Regions from separate parts of the Salvelinus alpinus genome. Here region 2 is linked to region 1. The links are chromatin contacts, called in public Hi-C maps. All regions are on one chromosome and are shown on one strand. The core of a region is the stretch at or near the end of the contact, and the rest is flanking DNA. Distances in the headings are between cores, read along the strand shown. Region 1 holds the start of yju2 (YJU2 splicing factor homolog). Region 2 holds the start of d2hgdh (D-2-hydroxyglutarate dehydrogenase).

What was found. A called contact is a pair of places that touch in the nucleus more often than the background predicts.
Region 2: a contact with region 1 is called in a Hi-C map of red muscle, with 7 times the contacts expected there. The contact joins the promoter of d2hgdh here to the promoter of yju2 in region 1. A contact is called at or near these places in 2 of 3 Hi-C or Micro-C datasets (muscle and red muscle).

Annotation. Positions count from the first base shown.
Region 1 is chr38:1,089,054-1,096,037 of SLU_Salpinus.1, reverse strand. It overlaps yju2 (YJU2 splicing factor homolog), which reads left to right and starts at 4,258. Exons shown (of 8, transcript XM_071387304.1): 1 at 4,258-4,470; 2 at 4,922-5,022; 3 at 5,610-5,754; 4 at 5,854-5,988; 5 at 6,109-6,290; 6 at 6,791-6,938. The coding sequence starts at 4,447. ebi3 (Epstein-Barr virus induced 3) reads right to left here and starts at 2,597. Exons shown (of 3, transcript XM_071387262.1): 1 at 2,544-2,597; 2 at 2,182-2,331; 3 at 1,867-2,038. The coding sequence starts at 2,597. The coding sequence ends at 1,889. odf3l2a (outer dense fiber of sperm tails 3-like 2a) reads left to right here. Exons shown (of 6, transcript XM_071387495.1): 3 at 92-205; 4 at 383-509; 5 at 601-787; 6 at 1,373-1,658. The coding sequence ends at 1,531.
Region 2 is chr38:1,241,931-1,248,914 of SLU_Salpinus.1, reverse strand. It overlaps d2hgdh (D-2-hydroxyglutarate dehydrogenase), which reads right to left and starts at 3,073. Exons shown (of 10, transcript XM_071387090.1): 1 at 2,659-3,073; 2 at 1,814-2,180; 3 at 1,484-1,541; 4 at 1,221-1,360; 5 at 872-1,065; 6 at 603-771; 7 at 259-402; 8 at 1-140. The coding sequence starts at 2,159. It overlaps LOC139566196 (a long non-coding RNA gene), which reads right to left and starts at 3,845. Exons shown (of 2, transcript XR_011673069.1): 1 at 3,634-3,845; 2 at 3,266-3,460.

The DNA of each region.
Region 1 (6,984 bases), core at 3,009-5,508:
GGAAAGTACTGCTGACATTTTCCTCAAGTTTGACCTTTAAATTCACCTTTGATCTTTGTTATTATGAATTATTGTGCGTTCTTCTCCACAGTGGTCTCTGTGGATTGCAGTCCAGGACCCCAGTACCACATCGATGCCAAGATGACCCGGTTTGGCCGCGTCGGTACCCCTTCTTACTCCATGCTAGGCAGGGCAAGACGCGCCGGTGAGACTAGCTACTCCCTGAATCAGATAAATTGTTCAATCAAACTCTATTACCCCAGTGGGCATTTGTTGCTGGACATTCCTTACATTCTCTCTCTATCTCTCTCTCTCTCTCTCCTCCCCTCTCTCCCCCCCCCCTCTCTCTCACCCCCCCTCTCTCCATCACTCTCACTTCTAGCTGACCTCTTCCAGACTCCAGGTCCAGGTGCCTACAGCCCAGAGAAACCTCATCTCAGACCTCCCTCCTACACTATTGGCTCTCGGTCACGCTACCGTATAATGGATTCTGTGCCCGCCCCTAACCGGTACAAATGAAAGAGAGAGAGACAGTGAGAATAGGGAGAGGGGGTAAAGAGGGACCCTATATCATTCATATCATTCTAATCATCCTCCCAGGTACACCCTCCCTAACCTGCTGGGTTCCCAGGTGCCCCACAAGCCGTCCAGTGCCAGCTACAGCCTGGCGGGACGCAGACAGGTTGGCGCTCCATCAGAAGACCTGTCCATGACCCCTGGACCAGGACGCTACAACAGTACTGACCCCAGCGTCTACCTCACACGACAGCCGTCCTTCTCTATGCAGGTTTATAGCTTTATCTTATATTTATGTAGGTATTTATTGTATTTATTTATTTATTTTGCTCCTTTGCACCCCATTATTTCTGTCTCTACTTTGCGCTTTCTTCCACTGCAAACCAACCATTCCAGTGTTTTTAGTTTTTATTTTACTTGCTGTGTTGTATTTACTTCGCCACCATGGCCTTTTTTTATATTTTTATTTATTTATACATATATTTGTTTGCCTTCACCTCCCTTATCTCACCTCACTTGCTCACATTGTATATAGACTTATTTTTTCACTGTATTATTGACTATATGTTTGTTTTACTCCATGTGTAACTATGTGTTGTTGTATGTGTCGAACTGCTTTGCTTTATCTTGGCCAGGTCGCAATTGTAAATGAGAACGTGTTCTCAATTTGCCTACCTGGTTAAATAAAGGTTAAATAAATAAAAATAAATAAAAAATGTAATTAGCTTTTTAGCTATTTATTTATTTACAATTGAATATTTTGTATAGTATTTTCTTGCATATATCTTCCTCTAAACTAGAGTATTGGGATGTTTCCCTTAAAATAAAGTTGGATGTGATTTTAATTTTGATTCAGAGCCGGACCACCCGGCCCAACGATCAGTCTCAGAAGCCTGGGCCAGGGACCCACAGCCCGGAGAAGGTCCTGCTCCACCTCCCCAGACCTCCTGCCTTCTCCCTGGGCATCAGACACTCGGAGTTCATTACTCCTCTGGTGGTGGTTGTTTCCGACTGATTTTTATTGTTTGTGTTTGTGGAAATGCTGGAGTCAGTTCTGAGTTAAATACCACTGTGTTGTTTTAATGAGCATATTTAGCACAATGTTGGAAAAGTGCGTCACAAATAGAGTGTTTTTATTATCATTGTTAAGCCAAGTTGTGGATCTATGGGTGTGACCTGTGTTGATCTATGTGTGGGATCGCTGTGTGTGTGTGTATGTGTATGTGTGTGTGTGTGTGTGTGTGTGTGTGTGTGTGTGTGTGTGTGTGTGTGTGTGTGTGTGTGTGTGTGTGTGTGTGTGTGTGTGTGTGTGTTTGTGTGTGTGTGTGTGTGTGTGTGTGTGTGTGTTATCTCAGTGTGTACATGTGGTTGTTCAGTGTGCAGGCATAGTGACAGTGATAGGTAGGCTCCAGTCACTGCTCTGTCCCAGCCCCATCAGTTCCATGGAACACACCTGAACTAGATAAGACCTCCCAGGAGACAGGCCTGGTAGAACTTTCTTGGTGTCCTCAAACGGATCGAACTACAGAGAGAAGGAGAGAGAGAAAGGGAGCCAGAGAGATCGAGAGTGAGAGGGGGGAGGAGAGAGAGAGCGTGAGAAAAGGAGAGAAAGACAGTGTCACACACACACACACACACAGACACATTATAAGAGTCTGCACTCACAGTGATCTCATGTGGGGTATCCTTGTTGTCCCAGTGGTATCTGACTTGGTACTTCAGGGGGAAGAGGGTGTGGTCAGACCAGGAAGGGGGAGGGGCCCACTTCACTAACAGCTTCCCTGGAACGGCTTGCAAGGTCACATTCACGGGGGTCTGGCTTCACAGCTGGAGTTTGATACCAAAGACTCTATATTCTATCCTCCCTGTGTAAATAGTGACTTGGATCAGGCGGACCCACCCCAGCCCTCACATCTTGACCAAACCCAAACTGTGGAGTACAGAGAGATGGACACTCTACCTATCATCACAACTGAAGAGATCAAAACAGAAGCTGATGGAGAGGGCTACAGAGTACCAGAACCAACTAGTGACTCACAGCCTGTCAATAAATCCAGACTGTTCTGCAAGGGAGAAACCATGTCGATGTAAAGACTGTGGTAGAGGCTTCTACAATAATATAGGCTTGACTAATCATATGAGGATACACACAAGGGAAAAATCGTTTCGCTGCGAAGACTGTGGCAAATGTTTCAATAACAAAGGAATCTTAAATTGGCCATGCAAGATCTCACACAGGGGAGAAATCTTATTGGTGCAAAGACTGTAGCAAATGGTTTGGCAACAAAGGAAACTTGACCATGCATATAAAAAGTACACACGGGTCTAGAGAGGAGAAGTCTTATCAGTGTAAAGACTGTGGCAAATGCTTCAACAAGAAGGCAGAATTTACTAGACATAAGAAATTACATGCAGCGAAAATTTATCGGTTTAAAGACTGTGGCAAATGTTTCAGCACAAAGGTTTACTTAATCAGACATACAAAGCTACACTCAGGAGAAAATCCTTATCACTGTAAAGACTGTGGCCAATGTTTCAACCGTAAGGAAAACTTGACCCTCCATACAATATCTCCCACGGGAGAAATCTGACAGTTGTAAAGAATGTGGCAAGTGATTCAACAAGATGGGAAATTTGACCGTGCACATGAGATCTCACACAGGGGAGAAATCATATCAGTGCAGAGACTGACAAATGTTTTCCTTATAGGACAGGCTTGATAATGCATACCATGATACACAAAGGGAAGAAATCATTTTGCTGTAATGACTGTGGCAAATGCTTCAGACAGACAGCAGCTCTGGGGAGACATATTAAAGGTTGTCACAGCAAGTAGAGAAAATGTTTTAACTGTAAGGATCATTTGACTGACCGTACAGTATTGCACACACGGGTGAAATCATATGGATGCATAGTCTGTGGATAATGCTTGAATCACAGTGTGCTCTTTCGGGCTCCCGAGTGGCGCAGTGGTCTAAGGCCCTGCATCTCATGCTTGAGTGTTTTTTTTTTACAGCAATACAATTCATTTCCTGTATTTAACATCATATGCTTGGTCAATTTTATTTATTTGGTTCGATTCCAGGCTGTATCACAACTGGCCGTGATTGGGAGTCCCGGGTTTGGCCAGTGTAGGCTGTCATTGTAAATAATAATTTGTTCAAAACTGACTTGCCTACTTAAAGTTTAAATAAAAACATGTAAATAAAATTGACCAAGCATATGATGTTAAATACAGGAAATGAATTGTATTGCTGTAAAAAAAAACACGCTGGCAAATGTTTCAGTTGCTCAATAGCTTTCAGGTATCCTGTATGAAATAAAAGCCTTATCACAATGAGCCATTTAAAAGATCTTCAGGTCTGTTTTTATTCACGCTATAAACAACATTTATATTGTCGCAATCCTCGCTAATAGAGCCACCTTACAATTCCCACCAAGTAGGTTAACCCTGTTGGAAAAATGCAGTAGCGTGATTGCCTTTCACGCCAGCAACTCAGGTTCTATTCCCGTTCCCTCAGTTCACAAAAATATTTTATTACGTTTTTCTTATTAATGGATGTCATTCTGAAATCCTCTCTCTTATGATGGCAAATGTAATCCATAATTTATAATATTGCTGTGATGCAGATCCATGTTGACACTCTATTCCGTAGATAACGTAGTAGGGACTCAACCCCACGTTCATGGACACATTTTAAATTAAAATATAAATCATTAAACAATATTTATAGATTGAGTAATATTAAATGCGTGTTTTTCTACATGAGCGACTTTTATTATGAAGGCTGGACCTACCCCGGAAGCGGAAAGGATTTTCTGCTTTTCTCAAACATCGCATTACAGCAGGCTAGCGATCTCTTTAGCTAACATTATCACAGTTTATCCTTCCATTTCGTCGCTAAAGTTAGGTTTTATTTCCAATTAAGAATGTCAGAAAGAAAAGTTTTAAACGTAAGTACAATTCTTATTTACTATGTCTTGATTTATTCTCAATTCGCTGAAAACGGGCAGTTGTTTAGCGAATGCAATGTTTGCTAGCAAGCTGCGTGTTGCTAATCAGGCTTGGCCATTGAAGCAAACACTTTTTGCTTCAATGTTACACAATAGTAGTAGCACAATAGTAGTAGCTAGCTCAATACGCTTAGCTAGCTATGTAGCTAGTAGTCGTACTCATTGTAACTAACTAACTATGTTTCCTGTCTATCGTTCCTTATGAGGATATACTGATATAGAGCAGGCTCTTGCTGTAAACGTTGAATGTTGTCATCTCTTTATGTGAATTGTGTTTGTCTAATTCTTGTATGTTTTCCTCTCGTTGTTGTAGCTACTGACTGATAAAGGCAATGTGAATCAGATATTTCGTAGTTAAATTACACTGCTGACTGTGTTCGTTCTCCTGTAGAAATACTACCCGCCAGATTTCGACCCGGCTAAAATACCCAAACTCAAGCTCCCTAAAGACAGGCAGTATGTGGTCCGGCTGATGGCTCCCTTCAACATGAGGTATGTCAACACTCTACAACCCTGCCCAGAAACAGGTACCATGAGGTGTGAGTGAATGAATGCGTGTGTGTGCTCTGTCCCTGCGTGTGTGTGCTCTGTCCCTGCGTGTGTGTGCTCTGTCCCTGCGTGTGTGTGTGCTCTGACCCTGTCCCTGCGTGTGTGTGTGCTCTGACCCTGTCCCCGCGTGTGTGTGTGCTCTGTCCGTGTGTGTGTGTGTGCTCTGACCCTGTCCCTGCGTGTGTGTGTGCGCGCGCTCTGACCCTGTCCCTGCGTGTGTGTGCTCTGACCCTGTCCCTGCGTGTGTGTGCTCTGACCCTGTCCCTGCGTGTGTGTGCTCTGACCCTGTCCCTGCGTGTGTGTGCTCTGACCCTGTCCCTGCGTGTGTGTGTGCTCTGACCCTGTCCCTGCGTGTGTGTGTGCTCTGACCCTGTCCCTGCGTGTGTGTGTGCTCTGACCCTGTCCCTGCGTGTGTGTGTGCTCTGACCCTGTCCCTGCGTGTGTGTGTGCTCTGTCCCTGCGTGTGTGTGCTCTGACCCTGTCCCTGCGTGTGTGTGCTCTGACCCTGTCCCTGCGTGTGTGCCTTGCAGGTGTAAGACTTGTGGGGAGTACATTTACAAGGGGAAGAAGTTCAACGCCCGTAAGGAGACTGTGATGAATGAGCTCTACATGGGACTGCCCATCTTCCGCTTCTACATCAAGTGTACACGATGCCTGGCCGAGATCACCTTTAAGGTAAATTTGTTTCTGCACGTGTGTCTGTAAACTGAGTCATAAAACACAAACTACGTCTTAGAACAGTGTGTGTACTCACCCAGTGTGTGTTGTCTGCAGACTGATCCGGAGAACACAGACTATGCCATGGAACACGGAGCCACAAGGAACTTCCAGGCGGAGAAACTTCTAGAGGAGGAAGAGAAGAAGATAACTAAGGACAGAGAGGAGGAAGAGTTGAACAACCCTATGAAGGTATATCTAGAGAAACAGTGCTGGAGAACCTGACAGACTGATGATATGTTCTCTACCAGGTTTCTGGAGAACCGTAACGATGTTGTGTTGAAGAGCCGTGCTGATGATGTTCTGTTCTAGGTGTTGGAGAACCGTACGCGGGACTCTAAGATGGAGATGGAGGTTCTGGAGAATCTTCAGGAGCTCAAGGAGTTGAACCAGAGGCAGGCTTCGGTGGACTTTGAAGGAATGCTGGGAACATACAAAGAGCTGGAGCAGAGGACCAAAGAGCAGGAGAAGGAGGAGGACGAGAGGGAGACGCGGTGAGTACAGACAGAGAGAGGGAGGAGGAGGACGACGAGAGGGAGACACGGTGAGTACAGACAGGGGGAGGAGGACGAGAGGGAGACACGGTGAGTACAGACAGAGAGAGGGAGAAGGAGGAGGACGAGAGGGAGAAGGAGGAGGACGAGAGGGAGACACGGTAAGTACAGACAGGGGGAGGAGGACGAGAGGGAGACACGGTGAGTACAGACAGAGAGAGGGAGAAGGAGGACGACGAGAGGGAGACACGGTGAGTACAGACAGAGGGAGAAGGAGGAGGACGAGAAGGAGGAGGACGAGAGGGAGAAGGAGGAGGACGAGAGGGAGAAGGAGGAGGACGAGAGGGAGACACGGTAAGTACAGACAGGGGGAGGAGGACGAGAGGGAGACACGGTGAGTACAGACAGAGGGATGATGATGAGGGAAATTGTTAAGCAATTTCTTTTTTGAAATAGTGCAAGAAAAGCAAAATAACAAAATGGTTATGTATGTGTTACAGGGAGATGCTAGAGAGAGCTCTAGTGAAGAGGTTAAGAGACTCTGACTCTGACTCAGACCAGGAGAGCGAGAGCAGCAGCAGACCAAAGAAACCCAGCACAGACAGACCTACTGACATCCTCACCACAGACAGACTCACTGACACACAGGTAACACACACAGACCAAACACACACACAGGCCTCACAATACATGT
Region 2 (6,984 bases), core at 1,824-4,323, 150 kb before region 1:
GATTTTGGCCTCCTCCGTTGCTACGGTCCCGTCGATAACCTGGGATGATGTCATGGCCTCCTCCAGAAACTGGTGCAACTTCTCCTCATCGTGGGTGGGGTTAGAGCCGGACGTTTCTATGACGATGTAGAACGGACAGTCTGCGGAACAAAGTAGGAAATAGATAGGAGGCTTTGAACCAATCAGAGTTAGAATTACTCAAACGAACAATTACTAGAACGTTCAAAAGCATTAGAAAATCTGTGTGTGTGTGTGTACCTGTGATAGGGTTAGCCAGTTTCAGGTGTGTGTTCAGTAGTCTCATACACTCTCTGTCCAGGAACTCAAAGGCTGAGAGGATCTCTCCCAGCATGCCTCTACACCGCTGGAAGGTCTGCAGCAGCTGCTCAAAACTCTCACAGCCTGGACACACACACACGATTATATCATCACATTAAATTGTCATGACGATCATCTCACAGAAGAAACACATCACATGCGTCATATATTGGACTGCGTGAAAGTGTGTAAACATAAATAAGTCAAAAGGAGGATGCATATGTGACATCAGATGATCACCAGTTACAAGGTCATGAGGGGTCATGAGGTCAGGTCACACCCACCCAGGAAGGCCACGTTGACGGCTTTAGGTTTCCGTGGACACAGGATGGTTACGGCGGTGATGACCCCCAGCGTGCCCTCTGACCCGATGAACAGCTGTTTGAGGTCATATCCTGTGTTGTCCTTCCTCAGGGTGGCTAGGCAGTCCAGGACCCTCCCGTCTGCTAGCACCTACACACAAATACACACACACAGAGTATTGGTGCTGTCCTTTATAGTTAGTTGAATTTCAAAAGGCATAGCCCCCTGTCTCCCCCCCTCCCCTACTGACCACCTCTAGTCCTAATACTGTCCCTCGTAGGGATCCGTAGCGTAGCAGCCTCAGTCCTCCAGCGTTAGTGGCTACGTTGCCTCCTATATGGCAGCTTCCCTTTGCCCCCAGGTCCAGAGGCATGATGTAGTCCCTGTCCTCTAGGTAAAGAGACAGGCTCTCCAAAACACAACCTGCTTGGCATGACAGAATACCTAGCAGGAGAGGAAGAGAGAGAGGGGTGAGTCTGGCTCAACTGGATTGGACTGTAAAACACTAGGGCAAAACTTTGATAATTGGAACAGGAAATTTGACGTGTAACTGACCAATGAATACTGACAGTAACCCTAGAATTACAGACGATACTGACCGGAGACAGAGTCGAAGTTGATGACATTGTTCATGAGAGCGGTAGAGAGGATGATCTCATCATAGACAGGAACACTGCCTCCAACCAGCCCTGTGTTACCACCCTGAGGACTCACTGCCAGGTTACGACTGTTACAGTACCTACAGGAGAAACACAACACAACACAACATTAGAACACAGGAACACTGCCTCCTACCAGTCATGTAACACTACAACAGTAGAGGAAACCTGGCTTCATGAAGTAGAAGACTGGAGAATAATACCCAAGGATCTGAGAAACTTCCTCTGTAGTCTGGGGCCTCAGCAGAACCTCACTGAAACCTACACAGACAGAGAGAGAAGATCAACACATCGACTCAATACAACAATAACAAGTACATAAACAGTTCCTAACAACCCTACAGAGGAGACAAAGATAGCAAGCTCTTTCCTCCACAATCTCCCTCCTCTGACCGATCTTCCTACATTTTAGTTATTTAGCAGACACTCTTATCCACAGTGACTTAAAGTAGTGAGTGCATACATTTTCATATTTGTTTTTACTATTTGTTTCTCTCGCTCGCTCTCTCCCTCCCCCTCTCTTTTTTTCTCACCTCTCACTGACTTGAGCCAGTCCACATTACAGGCCTCCAGTATATCTGGGTCAGTGATGGTCCTGCCTGGTATTATCTTGCTGAAGAAGGCCAGGTCCTCTGGAGTTACCCTGGAGAAAGGCCTCCTCTCTGGGGCAGCCGTGGGTGACGGGGTGGGTCTCTCTTCCCCAGCATGGAGCTCCCGACAGCAGACGCCACAAGACCCAGGCCTGGGTGTCTGGAGCAGGCTGCTGCTGAAACCTGGGGGTAAAGTTCTGACTACGGCTGGAGGTGAGGCAGTGCTGAGGGGACTCATCCACCTAAGAGCAGTTCTCAGACGCAACCTTCTGTGGAGGAGACCAGCCATGGCTGGGACGAGAGCGGATGCCTAGAGTGGATGGGGAGGGATACTTAGTTATATTGCAAAGTGTATTATGTGGATGTTTTACATGCACTGACTTTAATTTAAATTTGACAAATTATTCCTGCATAACTAAAACCAATAATATAACTACACAATCTAATTTTGTAAATCTAACCACAATCTAATGGTTTAAACACACACACACACACACAACAGTAAGCTAGTGCCATGCAACAATGCCATGCTTCCCCTTGTTAACCCAAGTGGTGCTTTTCTTAGGCACTGCATCTCAGTGCGTGAGGCGTCACTACAGACACCCTGGTTCGAATCCAGGCGAATCCAGGCTGTATCACAACCGGCCGTGATTGGGAGTCCCATAGGGCGGCGCACAATCGGCCCAGCGTCGTCCGGGTTTGGCCGGTGTAGGCCGTCATTGTAAATAAGAATTTGTTCTTAACTGACTTTCCTAGTTCATTAAAGGTTAAATAAAAACATACTGTACCTGTCGTGTTTGTGCTTTTCTTAGCTTCTTAGAATGTGCACCATTCTCATTAGATGAACGACGTTTTCCTTGAAAGCAACAGCACTGCAACTTTAGATCAGACTTGTTATGACATGGGCTATTATTAGCTAACTAGTTAGCAACTAACGTTATACGTCAACCACTGAAAAATACAAGATGTGGCTATAGCTAGCTAACGTTACTTCGTATAACGTTTGCTACCAACCAATCTGGGAACGTTGTTGGATGCAAGTGTCTCTATTAATGTCGTATAATGTCGCAAATATAGCTATCTGTCACAAAGTTCAAGGGCAGATTAAACTACAACGTCAAGATTGTTGTGGTCAATCAATTGTTTACATCCAGGACAGCTAGCTAGGAACCTAGTACGTAAGAACAAGTGGGAGGTCAGGACCGTTTTGCTGAAAACACAGTTCTGAGGAGGTGCAACACAAAAAGGGTATTTCCGGGTTTTAATAAAGTAAAAGCACAATAAAAGTTTGTCTGATAAAAACGCTCCTAAAACGTTAGAATAATATTTTGTTTTATTATATAACATTTCAATGGCCACTGTTCTATGAATGATATCTGGGTATAACAAAACAAATCATAACAAAGGCAAGCTTTTATTTTATCAGCAGTTCATTTTCTGAATTTGATAATAAATGAGTCCCCCTAGGCAGACAAGGTTGGGTTGCATACCTCCCATAATGTTAATGTTCAGCTCACTCCTTTTGACCTAAAATCTTCTGGTCCTTGATGGAGTCCATGATGCCATGTAACCTAACAAGGTTCCCATGGCCTTTGGAAGTAAAAGAGTGTGGATTAGGTTACTTTCTGCATGGCCATGGCACTTTTTACGCCAAACCCACCTCTGGTGTTTGTTGGCAAAAATCTCAATTTTAGTCTCATCAGATCATAGAAACTGGTTCCAATCATAGTTCCAATGACATTTAGCCAGCTCCAGCTGCTTACGTTTGTGGTTTGGTGACAGCAGAGGCTTTCTTCTGGCAACCCTTCCAAATAACTTGTCTAATTGTAGTTTTGGAGACTTGATGACCCCAAGATGTAACCAACTTCTGCAATTCTCCAACTGTGATCCTTGGAGATTTTTGTAGCCACTTGAACCATCCTTCTCACTGTGCGTGGGGGCAAAATACACTTGCGTCCTCTTCCAGGAAGGTTCATCACAGCTCCAGGTGTTTTACATTTCTTAATTATTGCCCTATTAGTGGAGATGGGTATTTTCAGGCGTGTAGCTATCTACATTACCCCAGACGACAGTAGTTCATTTGACTATGGATGAGAGATTATGAGATTTGTTTTAGAATTTTCTCTACCATCCCAAATGTATAAGCACTGGTAATGGCTTTACCATTCCCTCTGATAGGCTATGTTGGCCACATTACACCTATATCTCCCTGTACACCTATCCAATACTTTCAAGATGTAGGAGTGCTTAGTGTTTATACTGTGTTATACAGTATGCCTTGCAGTCGAGGGATCTTTACGGTACGCATGCTGGTAGAGAAATAAGATGTGTTGGATGTGTAATTATCTAGGCCTAAAACACTTGATTGAAGAGTAGGTTAAATCAAATCAAATGTTATTTGTCACATGCGCCGAATACAACAGGTGTAGTAGACCTTACAGTGAAATGCTTACTTACAAGACCTTAACCAACAATGCTTTAAGATGTTTTAAGAAAAAAAACTGTTAAGTAAAAATGTTTAAATAAAAGTAACAAATAATTCATCAGCAGCAGAAAAATAACAATAGCGAGGTTATATACAGTGGGCACCGGTACAGAGTCAAAGTGCGGGGGCACAGGTTAGTCGAGATACTTGAGGTAATATGTACATGTTGGTAGAGTTAACGTAGCTATGCATAGATAATAGACAGAGAGTAGCAGCAGAGTTAAAGAGGGGTCTGGGTAGCCCATTGATTAGCGTTTCAGGAGTCTTATGGCTTGGGGGTAGATGCTGTTGGCTGTGTCGCTGAATTCTTGCATTCTAGTTCAATAAATTATTAATTAAGGAAATCAATATCAGCTGACTATAGAACCTGCCAACAGTGCCTATTGTTAAAAACATGTTTGAAAATATTCTTATCCATGTTGATCAAGCCAATCAGAGACCTTTTCTTGCTCAAGAGCATCAGACATTCCTCCATTCATTCTATATCATATTCCTCTCCATCATATTCCCCTCTATCATATCCCCCTTTATCATATTCCTCTCCATCATATTCCTCTCTATCATATTAACCTCTATCATATTCCCCTCTTTCATATTCCTCTCTATCATATTCCCCTCTATCATAATCCTCTCTATCATATTCCCTCTATCATATTCCCCTTTATCATATTCCTCTCCATCATATTCCCCTCTATCATATTCCTCTCTATCATATCCCTCTCTATCATATTCCTCTCTATCATATTCCCTCTATCATATTCCCCTCTATCATATTCCTCTCTATCATATCCCACTCTATCATATTCCTCTCTATCATATTCCCTCTATCATATTCCTCTCTATCATATTCCTCTCTATCATATTCCGCTCTACCCTCCATCCACTCCCCCTCCCTTTCCTCCCTCCTCATCTATGCACAGCTCCGCTCCATCGGGTCGATTTGGAATTCAACATTTTAACAGTGCAACACTCCCCATATTTGTGAAAAGTAAACATTGTGTGTTTATACTGTGTTATACAGTATGCCTTGACAAAAGTCAAACAGAGTGTAAACCTTTTCAATTTAATTTTTTTATTCCTTTTTTCATTGCATGGAAAAATACAGTATCCCTCCCTGCTCCCTCTCTCTATTACCCAGTATGCTCATCCATCTTCAAGCTTTCATCCTTTCCCTTCTCTTCTATCACCCTCTCAGTTCCACCTCCAGCTGGCTCTTTTTCTTCTTCTCCAGTCTCTTCCTCTCCTCTTTCCTCATCTTTTCTCTCTTCTTCTCCTCCTTTTCTTGAATCTTTCTCTCCATCTCCAGGAACTCAGCTTGAGCTTTCTCTCTCTTTTTCAGCTCCTCAGAACACTTCTTCTCTTTCTTAATCCTGTCTTTCATCATGTCATTATGTATCTTCATCAGCCCCTCTAACCTCTTTTTCTCTGCCCTTTCCTCCTATTTTCTTTCCTTCTCTCTCTTTTTCTGTTCTAACTTCTCCCTCTTTTCCTCAGCCTTCATGACTTTCTTCTGCTGTTTCTCTCTTTCATTTCTCTCTTTCTTCTCCCTCTGTATTTTCTCCTGCTCCTTGTTTTTCATCCCCTTTCTCTCTTTCTCATCATCTTTCAACTTCTTATTCAGTTTCGTATTCTTCAAAAACGGGATTTTCTGCATGTGGTACCTGACCAGAAAGCCCACTCTTCCCAGGATGGTCTCTGCTCTCTCTGATGAAAACATCCCATTGGAGCTCTTGGAATGGGCACAGTCCGCCTTACGCTTCCATCCCTCCCTCGGTCTCACCTCCTCCTTGACGCTCCTCTCTTCACTCTCAAGTTCAATATCTGTCCAATAATCCTGACAGGAAGACATTGACTCTAGATGTAATATTGTTCCAATGTGGCACATTCAATACACATTTGAGTGATCAACATACAATGATGGCCTCATGGGGCACACAATTTGGAGGACAGTAATTAAGGTCCTTTGTTTTTTTGTATCCCCATTATATTTTACAATACCCATAGATGTTCTTCCTGTGTCCATACTAAACGTGATACAAATGTTAACCCTAGTGAGGGGTGATGGCTCATATTATGAGCAAAGAGCAGCAAGGTTGGGGTCAATTCCAGTCAATTCAAGAAGAACTCTAAAATTCCAAATCTCTTCAATGCTTTGCATTGAAATGGAACTGACCCCAACCCTGTAAAATTGTAGTGTAAAATAGGACACCTACCTTTGCCTCTTCCAGCGTCCAGGTCCTGGGTTCATCATTGTGTGTTACCAGAGTTAAGTTAACATCTGGGACCAGCTGGTGAGTGTGAGGGCAGAGATCCACCTCTTCACTAGTGCCCTTCACTTTCTGCTCTGCCTCCTTGTGGTCCTTGTCATGGATGCATGCCAGGCTTGGAGGAAGTGCTAGGACAGGGCTTTTATCACTTGTCAGTTCCTCTCTCTTGACAGTGGATGCAACTGCACTTGCCTCTGTGTCAACTGAGCACTCTGTGTTGTCCTCAACTGTCTCCTCTGGCAGTTGGTGGTCGTTGTTGTGGTGAAGGCATGGCAGAACTGAAGGACTTTTTTCACTCCAAGTGTAAATGACGTCAGTTGCCTCTATGTCGACTGAGCACTCTGTGTTGTCCTCAACTGTCT